Linked DNA regions of Sus scrofa: regions 1 and 3 are each linked to region 2. A link is a contact called in public HiChIP or PLAC-seq data. All regions are on one chromosome and are shown on one strand. Each heading gives the region's core, a stretch centred on a gene start, on an enhancer-like site or on the middle of the called end of the contact. The rest is flanking DNA. Distances are from core to core; before and after follow the strand shown.

What was found. HiChIP or PLAC-seq counts read pairs in DNA pulled down with a chosen protein or histone mark.
Region 1: an H3K27ac HiChIP or PLAC-seq map of skeletal muscle shows a contact between it and region 2. The contact joins two enhancer-like sites. A contact is called at or near these places in 1 of 5 promoter capture datasets (liver) and 1 of 2 datasets of contacts at active chromatin or transcription factors (skeletal muscle).
Region 3: an H3K27ac HiChIP or PLAC-seq map of skeletal muscle shows a contact between it and region 2. The contact joins two enhancer-like sites. A contact is called at or near these places in 1 of 5 promoter capture datasets (liver) and 1 of 2 datasets of contacts at active chromatin or transcription factors (skeletal muscle).

The regions. Positions count from the first base shown.
Region 1 is chr4:34,303,177-34,307,508 of Sscrofa11.1, forward strand. No RefSeq gene overlaps it. Among named protein-coding and RNA genes, the nearest start is that of AZIN1, 79 kb to the left of the region's middle. Within about 2 kb of position 1,440, at least 19 of the 83 cell types and tissues checked have an H3K27ac peak or open chromatin away from gene starts, as enhancers often do. A contact at or near this core is called in liver and skeletal muscle, where this site is marked.
Region 2 is chr4:34,464,158-34,468,327 of Sscrofa11.1, forward strand. No RefSeq gene overlaps it. Among named protein-coding and RNA genes, the nearest start is that of KLF10, 36 kb to the left of the region's middle. Within about 2 kb of position 1,539, at least 13 of the 83 cell types and tissues checked have an H3K27ac peak or open chromatin away from gene starts, as enhancers often do. A contact at or near this core is called in liver and skeletal muscle, where this site is marked.
Region 3 is chr4:34,281,341-34,285,549 of Sscrofa11.1, forward strand. No RefSeq gene overlaps it. Among named protein-coding and RNA genes, the nearest start is that of AZIN1, 57 kb to the left of the region's middle. Within about 2 kb of position 1,316, at least 48 of the 83 cell types and tissues checked have an H3K27ac peak or open chromatin away from gene starts, as enhancers often do. A contact at or near this core is called in skeletal muscle, where this site is marked.

The DNA.
Region 1 (4,332 bases), core at 190-2,689, 160 kb before region 2:
TGGCCTACGCCAGAGCCACAGCAACGCGGGATCCGAGCTGCGTCTGCAACTACACCACAGCTCACGGCAACGCCGGATCATTAACACACTGAGCAAGGGCAGGGACCGAACCCGCAACCTCATGGTTCCTAGTCGGATTCGTTAACCACTGCGCCAAGATGGGAACTCCTGTTTTATTTTTTTAAAGGCAAGCTACGCATACAATACTACATTTGAAGGATAGGAAATGGTCTACTTGGCCAAGTCAGCCTCTCTCTGGCCCCAGCCCCCCCCCCCCCCCGCCCCGTCCACGGCCCTGTCTAGGTTCAGGTAAGCGCGAGGGGTCTGCAAGGCTCCAGTGCTGGTCCACGGGCTTCCTACATTCGGGCTCGTGGGTCGACACACCTCAAAAGGTACAGTCTTTGACCTTCACCTTCTGCCAAAAAAAATATGCCTGTGACCTGGAGAGATGGCCCCAGGGGAGAATCCTAGAGACCTTTGTGAGGCTCCTCGAGGCAGGAAGAGAAGGGGTCCTGTGTAAATAGGGACAGATCCTGGCCTGGCGGAGAGCATGGGTTTGGCGCCAGCAGACTGGGGCACGAGTCCTGGCTCTGTTTCTCTCCAGGCGATGAGCTTGGGCAAGTGAAGAAATCGCCCTAGTCCCAGGCTCCTCCTTCATAAGATGGGGGTAATCATTAATCCCCTGGCATGTTGTGAGGATTATACGAGCCAGTATAGGTAGGTGTTGGGCCCCACGCTTGGCCCAGAGCTAAGCAGCCCAGAGTGGCTGTTGGGATGATCATGAAGTGGGTTCGGGCACCCCTTGAGCCCACAGCTGCAGGCAGACAAACTCAGGTCATGGGCACTCTCGTTAGGGTGTGGAAATCACAAAGAGTCACCTGCAGTGTGTGTGTGTGTGTGTGTGTGTGTGTGTGTGTGTGTGTGTTGGAGGTGGAAGTTAAAGACCAATTCTTCTGGTTTTGCTTTGGCGGGTCCAACGTTCTTAGCCTAGTCCTGCCTCCCACCCACGGTCTGATTTTGTGCACGGTATTTGGTGTCTCCGGGCCTCAGCTTCCTGGTCTCTTAGATGGCAGGATTGGTCTTGGTCACCTTGGGTACCTCTGTGCCAGGATTCTGCTCAGGAGGGCAAGCTGGAGCAGCACCCTCACAGCATTGGGCTTCAGGGACGGAATCCGAGCTAGACGGAGCTTCGTCTGCTGGCGTGAGGAAGTCGGCTCTGACCGCCTTCTCAGTGCCGTCTCCTGTGTTTTCTGCAACCCTTTCTCTTCCCCGACTCTGTTCCTGGGGGCGGATCTGGCCTCCCCAGTGCCTTGCTCAGCCAGGGAAGGTTCCAGAAGCTCAAAGCCAGGCCAGGCTCCGCAGGAAGGTGAGTCAGGACTGCAGGGATCAACCGGACTCAGACGCACGAGGGACAGGAACAAACATGCCTTGCTGGCGCCTGTGGGCGGATGGGACAAAAGCCACCGTGGCACATCGTTGACTGTACCTGTCATCCTGGGCCTCAGGCTGCCGTTGTCAAGAACAGGGAGGGTTGCTATGAAAATAAAGCCTCTGCAGCTGGCAGCTGCGTGACGCTGGCCCAGCTGTGCTTGCACGCAGCGTGCAGACCTGAACCCTCGTTTGACAGAGTTTGCGTTCATCAGGGCGATGAACAGGAAACGTCCTGGCAGACACCAGAACACTCCGCGATGCCTCCAGGAGAAGGAGCACCGCAGGGAAATACCTATTTCAGTGGGCGTGACAGGAAGCCGCTGGAAAATGCTTTCTTGTGACTGCTCCCGCCGTCTGAGATTCACTGGGGGCTCCAGGAACCGGCTCTGTACACAGCAAGGAGTGGCATTGTTTTTCCATAATTTCCATGTCGCAATGAGAGTTCAGGAAGCGGGGCAGCACTTCAGTGGTCTGTCCTACATGCTGTGACTGTTCGGTGTTCGTGCCTTGTTTCCTCGCAAAGAAAGCCACCGAGGGCAGCAAGCAAAACCAAAAAACAAAACCAAAAACCCCTCATACCTCTTGGTAGCAACCTTCCCCTCTATCCCAGCCCGCTTGCCTTACTCACAGCCCCAGACCTGTATGAAAGATGCGGATAGAGGTTTGTTGTTAGGGGCGATGTGGAGATGCTGGAGCATGACCAGGAGGAGAGGAGAGGAGCCTCCTGTCTGCCCCTCCACATCCCCACACTCCCCGAGGGTGACCGCGCATCTGCCTGGACGCCCTCAGCCCAGCCCCCAAACCCTTGAGGAAGAAACAGTGGATTCATGCCTGCCTGCTTTTCCTGCACCCTGTCCCTGGACCATGCCGTGCATCCCATGGCTGCGGAAATTGGAGGGACCTCTGTGAGTGATGCAAAGCCCATCTGGATGTCTTCAGAGCTTTCACTTCGGGAGGGGCGGAAGCCCCCAAACAAGCACTGTTTCCTTCTTGGGAGACTGGCTGCTTTGCCCCTCAGGGCTTGCTCACCTTCTCTCCTCAGGGCCGAGGAGCCCGCCAGACCCACCAGCCACGCATGGGAAGTTGTTAGGGAAGGGCTTAGGCTTTCGCAAAATCACCTCTGCCCCCTCCTGTCCGTGTGATGGACGTACTGTGTTGGTAGAGGCCTCTTCCACTTTTTCGACGGGTAGGATCTCTTTATGACACTGTGGTAGTGTGAATAATGGCCCCTCAAAAATAGCGAAGTCTGGATCTCTGGAACCTGGGAACATGAAACTTCACACAGTCAAAAGGGCTTTGCAGATGTGAGTTAGTCAAGGATCTTGAGATGGGAAGCTTTTCGGGGATTACCTGGTGGACCCAGTGTAATCACAAAGTTCTTAGAAGAGGGAGGCAGGAGGACAGAGGGGAGAAGATGCTGTGCTCTTGGCTTTGAAGATGGGAGAACAGGCCAGGAGCTGAGGAATGCAGGCAACCTCCACGACCTGGAAAAGGCATGGAAACAGATTCTCCCCTAGAGCTTCCAGGAGGAATGCAGCTGTGTTGATTTTGCATTTCTGACCCCCAGAATTGACCAAGAGTACATTTATTATGTTTAAAACTACTACAGTTGTGGGAGTTCCCATCGTGGCTCGGCAGAAAGGAATCCAACCACTCCATGAGGATGCAGGTTTGATCCCTGGCCTTGCTCAGGGCGTTAAAGATCCAGTGTTGCTGTGAGCTGTGGAGTAGGTCACAGACGTGGCTCGGATCCTGTGTTATCGTGGCTGTGGTGTAGGCCAGCAACTACAGCTCCGATTCGACCCTTAGCCTTGGAAGATGCCATGGGTTCAGCCCTAAAAAGCAAAAGCAAACAAAAACCCAAAAAAACCCTGCATTTTTGGAAATTAGAGAAGCAACTGGAAACATACAAACACGAACAAATACTATGGCTTCTCTTGTGGTGGTTTTTTATTTAGCATTTATCGATGCATAAAATACACAACCAAAAGGCACCTCAAATTCAGTAGTAGAGTTTGTTAGCCTCACGACAGCTACAAACATTCAAGAAGCAGCATAACGCACACACAGCTCCTAGCAGTGGATTCACTCATTCATTCATTCTGAGTATGACCTCTGACTCTGAGCAGATCCGAACCCAGACCCTCTATCACATAAAGCTGTGGGACCTTGGGCACATATCTATGTTATGTCATTGGGAGGATTAAATGACTTAACATGCAGATAGCACTTTGAAAAATGCTTGGCACAGTGTAAATGCTATGAAAGTGATTATAACTTTTACATTAACATAGAGGATAGCTGTGAGACATTATTTTGTCTTTCAATGGGCAATATAATTTTTAGTGCAGCTATACTTTGCTATACTTTTATTTTTTTAAATATGTCCCAAGAATGCCTAGCCTTGCAGAGAAGAAAATACCAATGCTCACCTCACATCAATAAAAACCCATTGATTCCTTTTTAATGGATTCTCAGCCTGATCATGAGGCCCAGTTCCTTGGACATTTGTTACAGCCATCAGCCAGAGCTAGGGAAACCTCACTCCCAGTCCAACTTGTCTTATGAGGACCCTGCAAATAAGATCAGGGTCTCCTAAACACTGAGGAGCAGAAACTACAGGTGCCTGCACAGCAGCCATTTACCTCTTCATTGTTCAGGGGTTCGGCAGTAATATGCCCAACCCTGGAGGCGGGCATCGGGGGAGGTGGTGAGCCATAACTGGGTTAGGACTATTATAGTAATCCTTTGCCAACTGGCTGGGGAATGTGACCAGTTCTAGCCAATTAGACATGAGTAAAAGTCCAATGCTGGATTTCTGGGGAAGGTTTTCTTGCCTAATAAGGAAACACTTATGGTTCAGTCAGGAAGGGAGATCCCACTTAGGCATTTCAAGCAGGA
Region 2 (4,170 bases), core at 289-2,788:
TGGCCTTGCTCAGAGGGTTAAGGATCCGGCGTTGCTGTGAGCTGTGGTGTAGGTTGCAGACATGGCTTGGATCTGACGTTGTTGTGCCTGTGTCATAGGCAGGCAACTATAGCTCTGATTTGACCCCTCCCTAGCTGGGAACTTCCATATGCCACAGGCATGGCCCTAAAAAGAGAAAAGACAAAAAAAAAAAAAAAAAAAAAAAAAAGGAAACTGACATGGTATCCATGAGGATGTGGGTTTGATCCCTGGCCTTGTTCAGTGGGTTACGGATCTGGTGTTGCCATGAGCTGTGGTATAGGTTGCAGATGTGGCTCAGATCTGGCATTGCTGTGGCTGTGGTGTAGGCTGGCAGCTACAGCTCCAATTTGACCCCTAGCCTGGGAACTTCCATATGCTACGGGTGCCGCCCGAAAAAGAAAAAAAAAAAGTTTGTATATTGAAAATTGGGTTAGTACATAATAAACATTCTCTGTATCTTCCTTTTTTTCTCCTTTAAGCAAATCGCTCTGATGGTGCCCATGCATCCTTTTGTAGCTGTTGAATAATATTCCATCGTGTGTGTACTCCGTTCTTGTTAATAAGTGTCCACAAGATTTCCAGTTTTTCTTTTTTCAATGGTTATGAAAATTTCTGCAATAACCATACTTGCACATCTGTCCTGAGGCACGAATCCATTTAATGCCAAGGGATAGAGTCCCAAGAAGGGAATTACTGCAACACGGATGAACCTGGAAAACATCATGCTAAGTGAAAGGAACCAGTCAAGAAGCACCACATGTTGTATGATTCCATTTACATGAAATGTTCCATATAGGCAAATCCAAGGAGACAGAAGTAGATTGTTGGTGCTTGGCTGGGTTGGTGGAGGGGGGAACCGGAAGAAAGAGTTGGGAGTGATGGTGAATGGATGCAGGGTGGGGTGGGGCTTCTTTTTGGAGTGATGAAAATGTTCTAAAATGGGTTATGGTAATGGTGCACACTCTGGATGTACTAAAAACCACTGGATTGTAGACCTTAAAGGGGTGAATTCTGTGGCATGTGAATTTTTTTTTTTTTTTGTCTTTTTGCCATTTTCTTGGGCCGCTCCCATGGCATATGGAAGTTTCCAGGCTAAGGGTCATATTGGAGCTGTAGCCACCGGCCTACGCCAGAGCCACAGCAACGCGGGATCCGAGCCGCGTCTGCAACCTACACCACAGTTCACAGCAATGCCAGATCCTTAACCCACTGAGCAAGGCCAGGGATCGAACCCACAACCTCATGGTTCCTAGTTGGATTCAGCAACCACTGAGCCACAACGGGAACTCCTGTGGCATGTGAATTATATCTCAATAGAGTTGATGAAAGAAAGAACACTGGGGAAATAGGCATGATCATGTCCCCCCTGGATGACAGGATGGAGGAGCAGTGGCCTCAGCTCCCCAGTGGTGGCTGCTGGCTGGAGCGGGAGTGAGACACTCACTTACCCAAGCAGGGCACAGGGACTGCTGTCTGCCCTAGCGTCTGGGTGTCCATTAGCAGAAGCCTGTCTGGCTGTGATCTCAGCAATTCCACCCAAGGCTGGCTAGCTCCAGGAGGGGCCAGTGCCCTTGCCAGCCCCAAGCCTGGGTCAGGAGAGGCTCTACTGAGCGAGGAGAGGCCCCACTGAGCAAGGAGAGGCCCCAGACAGCTTAGGTGGAAGTGGGGTGGGGTTGGGGGTCCTTTTAAAGCCAGTACACAAGCTGCTGGGAAAAGCTTACCCCACCTGGAAGATGCCCGGAGGGCTCTTAGTGGGTCTGACCTTTGGGTTATTTTTTAACCCTGGAATCAGGTTACAGACAGCATTTACACCAAGTCTGAACAACTGCGGAGGGCAGACAGCTGTGTAGGCGGAGCTGGCGGGAAAGGGCGAGGTAGCTGCTGCCCAGGTCAGGCTGACACTTGGAGAGCCGCCCGAACCTCCAGCTAAAGTGCAGTTACCGGAGTTCCCGTCGTGGTGCAGTGGTTACCGAATTCAACTAGGAACCATGAGGTTGCAGGTTTGATCCCTGGCCTTGCTCAGTGGGTTAAGGATCCAGCGTTGCCGTGAACTGTGGTGTAGGTCACAGATGTGGCTTGGATCCCGCGTTGCTGTGGCTGTGGTATAGGCCGGCAGCTACAGCTCCGATTAAACCTCTAGCCTGGGAACCTCCATATGCCGTGGATGCAGCCCTAGGAAAAAAAAAAAAAAAAAAAAAAAGACAATAAAATAAAATAAATGAAGTGCAGATACCACTAGCTCCAACTTCAGAAACAACCAGCCTCCTCCACGGGGTCCCCTTTCCCCTCAGGAAGTTTTGCCACTTCTCTTCAAGCAGAGTGGCGTCAGAGGGTTAGACTGCTGTAACACCGAGGAGCTGACACACCACCCCAGCAGTGAAGGTCAGGAGATGTACCAGGGCCAGACCTCAGATCCTCTCTCCAGGTGGCATTTGGGCATATCTAGGCAGACAGAGTCAAGGACTGAAAGAGAGTTTCAAAGCAAAGGGCTGCAAAAGCAGAGAAGTGTGGGTGCATTGGGTGGGGTGCAGGCTGGAAAACGCGAGGAGGTGGCATTGACAGCTGGATGGGATGGGCAGGGTTTCCCAGGCAGATGGTGAGTGAGCCAGAACTGCAGAGCAAACAGCCTGAGCCAGAAATAGGAGGAATCGGGGCCCACTGGAGGGTGGTGAGACATTCCTTTACCAGTATTTCAGGAGAAAACGCTGGGAGCGTAAACTGTCACTTCCTGTCAGTTTGCCTAGAGGCAAATAGGCAAAGAAGGGTTTTGAACAGGGAGTAATGTGATCTGAGTCATACTTTTTAAATGTTTCTTGAGGCGTTTCCACTATGGCTCAGCAGGTTAAGAACCTGACATAGGCGTTCCCCTCGTGGCTCAGTGGTTGATGAACCGGACTAATATCCATGAGGACACAGGATCGATCCTTGGCCTTGCTCAGTGGGTTAAGGATCTGGTGTTGCTGTGAGCTGTGGTGTAGGTCGCAGACGAGGCTTGGATCTGGCATTGCTGTGTCTGTGACGTAGGCTGGCAGCTGCAGCTTTGATTGGACCCCTAGCCTGGGAACTTCCATATGCTGTGGGTGTGGCCCTAAAAAGAAAAAAAGGGGGGGGGGAATCTTGAAAAAAAGCAGTTTCTTTCATGACTGCAGGTAAGGCTGAGCTGGAAGGGAAGAGCCCAGATGCAGAGACCAGGTGGAAGGTGAGCAGGTGGAGGATGCCCAGCCAAAGATCTTCTAAGCAGAGAGGTAATTCACTAGGTCACCAAATGGAAAAGGCCAGGAGAAAGTCTGGCTTCAGACCAGTGTGAGGAATCTCTGTTTGATCAGCAGCTCCTATTTTGTCCTTGGGATTTGGTTTCTCTCTTGCCCTCAGTTCTAAGATGCCTCCATTCTCAAAGAATCTTCTTCCTCAGGTCACCAGATGGCTGCATTGCTCCTCACGAACACCCCACTTCAAGCACAAACAAATCTCTTTCTGAGAAGCCCCAGCAATTGTTGGCTCTTATTTGGTCACACATCCATCCCTGAACTGGTCAGAAGAAAGCAAAGCTCTTTTTTTCTTTTGCTTTTTAGGGCCGCACCTGCGGCATATGGACATTCCCAGGCTAGGGGTTGAATCAGAGCTCAGCTGCCACAGCTACAGCAACACAGGACCTGAGCCACATCTGCGACCTACGCCACGGCTTGGGGCAGTGCCAGATCCTTAACCCACTGAGGCCAGGAATTGAGCCCTCATCCTTGTAGAGACTAGTCAGGTCTTTAACTCGCTTGGCCACATTGGGAACTCCAACAAAGCTCTTTGGCTGTGTGCCTTGGGCAAGTCACTTACCCTCTGTTTCCTAGCTTTCTCATTTATAAAATGGGAATAATAATAGTACCTATCTGTTAGAATCGTTAGGAGGCTTAAACAAATTAACATTTATACAGTACTTAGAACAGGGCCTAGCTCAGGGTACAGATGTGTTGACCAGGCCTGAATCTCAGGTCCCCTATGTAGGCCAGGGGTCGAATCTGTGTCTTCATGGATGCTAGACAGATTTACTTCCATTGAGCCATGATGGGAACTCCTAGATGGGCCACATTTCTATAATCCAAGGAAAATAGAGATGTTCTTTGAGTAGACGTCAGGCTATGTCACTAACTCCTCCTT
Region 3 (4,209 bases), core at 66-2,565, 180 kb before region 2:
GTGAAATTTATAGTTAATAAAATAGATCATTTGCAGAAATGTTTGCAAACATTAGTAATGTTCCAGAGTTTTAAAACCAGGTTCATAGCCACAATAACATAAAAATACCAACGCCTTGCATGTGCCCTGATGTTTGAGTATCTCCCCACAGATAAGAAGCAGAGAGGAGGGACATTCTGAGAATTTAAAGAATGAGGTGGGGCCAGGGTTGCCAGATAATAATACAGGATGGCCTGTTACATTTGAATTCCAGATAAAACAATGACTATTTTGTTAATATAAAAGCGTGTTCCAAATATTGCATGAGACCTACCTATATTCAAAAATTAGGAGTTTTCAGAGTTCCTGTCATGGCTCCATGGTTAATGAACCCGACTAGTATCCATGAGAACCCCCTGGTCTCGCTCAGTGGGTTAAGGATCCGGTGTTGCTGTGAGCTGTGGTGTAGGTCACAGACGCGGCTTGGGTCCTACATTGCTGTGGCTCTGGTGTAGGCCGGAGGCTACAGCTCCAATTCGACCCCTAGCCTGGGAACCTCCATATGCTGCAGGTGTGGCCTGGAAAAAAAAAAAATGGAAGTCCCAGTCGTGGCTCAGTGGTAATGAACCAGACTAGTATCCATGAGGACTCAGGTTCAATCCCTGGCCTTGTTCAGTGGGTTAAGGGTCTGACGTTGCCATAAGCTGCAATATAGGTTGCAGATGCAGCTGGGATCTGGTGTTGCTGTGGCTGTGGTGTAGGCCAGCAGTTGCAGCTCCAATTTGACCCCTAGCCTGGGAACTTCCATATGCCGTGAGTGAGGCCCTTAAAAAAAAAAAAAATTATTCGTTGTTTATCTGAAGTTCAAATTGAATTGGCCATCACGTAGAATTTTCACTTGCTCCATCTGGCAGCCTAGGGAAGATCTTCTATCCACCTCTCCGTAGGGGAAGGCAGAGAAGTGACTTCTGGAGGAGAGGCTGGCAGGCATGCGCCTGGTATCAGGGACTCCAGGGAGCCCAGGCCTGGGGCTCCAGGGCTGCCATGTGGGACCCTGGGAAAAGGCCCTTGGCCTCCTCTATGAGCTCTGGCTCCCTGGAGGGAACAGGCGGGGCCCAACAGCTGCAGAAGGAGGCCTTGAAAACAACCTGGAAACAATTCAGGCTTCTCTGGGCAGCTGCCAACACGTCTGCAAGTGCACCAGGGCCCCCAGACCACACGCTGGGCCACCTCCCTCGGGCTTGAGCAGTCACCCTGACCCCCTTGGGGTATAGTAACACCGAGCCACACCTCAGCCGGCCCTGTGAACGGCCCAGCCTAAGCTGACCTCTCCTTGAGCCCTGTCTCAGGCTGAATTCCCCCACATTCCCTGCAGCTGAGGTCATGGAGTAGCTTCAGGCCTTTCCTGCAAGGCTGCCGTGCCAATCCACGGGCATCAGCTGGGTGACTAGTTATTTGTGTGCTGCCCACAGGTACCCCAGGGAGGGGCAGTGTGGGCACCTGCTCCGAGGAGCCCTGGGAGATCAATGGGTGAGAGTCCAGCAGGCCCCCTGCTAGGGTGGCTGTGCTGAGGGGCAGGCCTCCTCAGGGCCTTCCTCCCAGGGCCATGTGGGAGCTCTTCTCTCGTGAACAGGGAGGGGAGGAGGAGGGAGAAAAGGGGGCAGGCCTGCCCTGGGAAGTTTCAACTTGAATGTTGGATCAGATCCCACACCGGAGGGTTGAGGAAGTGGGAAGGTAGGACCACCTGTGAGCAAAGCATCACTTTGATAAGCATCTCTTGTGAGGTGCTTTTAGTCCCATTTTTATGGAAGATGAAATAGAGGTCCAGAGAGGTTGTAGAACTTTCCTCAGGTCACACAGTAAGTGCTAGAGTCGGAACTCCCACCCAGATCACTCTGATTCTTCAACTTGAGCCCATTCATTTCCCCCTTTGCTACCCAGGAAAATTCTCATCTAGCTCAGGAGAAAATACCTACTGTCAAGGCTGTTAGTCTACTGGGTTAGGTTCCTGCATCCCCTGACACCCCCAAGACTTGGCTCAAGACTGTGAAATTTCCACTAGAAAATCATGCTGAGAAGAAACAGCTGTACTTCTCCGTGTCCACACCCAGGAACCCCATCTCCTGGGCTCTCAACCCTCCTCTCACAGAGCTGAGTGAGCGCTCGGGGCCAGGCACGTTGGGGATTGTCCCCCGTTTCCGCTCTTGTGTGGCTCATCTGGTACTTCCTGACAGACGGAAAACCAGCTCTGAACTCTGGCCTGTGGGGTGGGTCGAGTTTAGTAGAACTGTAGGATTTCGTTCCCCACGGTGCCCCATCACCCCTCCCAAGGGACTCTGAGTTGTCCCTGTCCCCTTGGCCCTCTCCAGATGTCTCCCACAGAGGCTGCAAGCCTTCCTTCTCTTGGGCATTTGTCCTGTCTCTGGCACTCACGCCACCTTGGTCCCCCGTTCCTCCCGTCGACACCTCGCAGCAGTCTGAGGACAAGAACTGTCTGAGGCGGTGGGGAGAGAGCGGGTGGTTGCGGTGGGGGAGGCTGGGAGGGAAGAGAGTGGGCTCTTTTTCTTCTGATCCTGAGCTTCATGCCTGTGTGCCTTTATCTGCTCATGCCTGTGTGTTGGCTGGATGGGAAAGTGCAGCAGAGCATGGATGCTGGCTGTGGCAGCGCCAGCCGGGGCCCCACACGGCCCAGGCTCCCAGGCTCAAAGTCGATTCACAGAGGCGCAGGTTCTTAAAAAGGTCTCCAGGGCTCTGCTTACACCTCTCCTACTGAGGATCGATTCAGAAGCATTTCTCCGAAGCACTTTTCTTTTGTCACATCTTAAGTCCCCCAAAACCTCCAGCCTTGGAGTTCCCGTCGTGGCTCAGTGGTTAACGAATCCAACTAGGAACCATGAGGTTGTGGGTTCGATCCCTGGCCTCACTCAGTGGGTTAAGGATCTGGCGTTGCTGTGAGCTGTAGTGTAGGTTGCAGACGTGGCTCGGATCCCACGTTGCTGTGGCTCTGGCCTAGGCTGGTGGCTACAGCTCCGATTAGACCCCTAGCCTGGGAACCTCCATATGCTGTGGGAAGTGGCCCTAGAAAAGGCAAAAAGACAAAAAAAAAACCAAAACAAAAAACCCCAAACAAATAAACAAATGAAATATCCAGCCTATGCATTGTCTTCTCTTGGTTGGAGTGTGGCCGTAACAGCCAGACAGCCTGGTGCACATCCTGGCTCTGAACCTTCTCAGACTTGGGGGCAGGTTCCTTAACCCATCTCTGCCTCAGATCCGGTGCTTCTGAGGTGGGGATTCGAGCATCTACAGCCTAGAGTTGTTGACGGAATTATAACGTTGACAGTCATAGAAGACTTACAATAGTACCTGGTGTTTAGAACCTGGTAGGTGCTGAGCGTTCGTCGCTTCATTATGGCTACTGTTAGGATTGTGCTCGCTGTGCTTCCATTTCCTGCCACGTCTCCAGTCCAGTGTTCATCAACGTGCTGTCCTCCTGAAGCCTCGAGGGCTGGCGGGGGCAGAGCCATCCTTACCGGGTGGTGTGTATGCGTGGTGGTGGTGGTGGTGGTTGGAAGGCTGCATACTCTCGGATGGAAGTGAACCTGTGCCTGATGTTTCAGGAGGTGTGGGGGGTCCCTACAGCTGGTTCTGAGGTGGGACGAAGCAAGTCACCCTCCCTGGACTGACTGGATAAAGGACTTGCCTGCAACAGAGCGCGTGTCTCCAGGTGGTGAGAGAGCTTCTGTTTTAGGTCCAAACAGTTCAGTTTAGAGGAAGAGTCATCAGTCAGAGCACTGCTGAGTGTGTCCAACTGGAGGCTGCAACTAAGACCCTCATACTATGTGACTCTAGCGGGTTGATGGGTGGTTCCCTGAAAGGTATGTCCATGTCCCCTCAACCTGTGAATGTGACCTTATTTTGAAGGAGGGTCTTTGCAGATGTACTTAGGAAACCTGAGGCACAACACTGTAAATCAACTATACTTTTTTTTTTTTTTTAAAGGAGGAGTTCCCGTTGTGGCTCAGTGGGTTAAGAACCTGACTAGTATCCATGAGGATGTAGGTTTCAATCCCTCGCCTTGCTCAGTGGGTTAAGGATCCTGTGTTGCTGCAAGTTTCTGCATAGGTTGCAGATGCAGCTTGGATTCTGTGTTACTGTGGCTGTGGCGGAGGTTGGCAGCTGAGCTCCAATTCAACCCCTAGCCTGGGAACCTCCATATGCCGCAGGTGT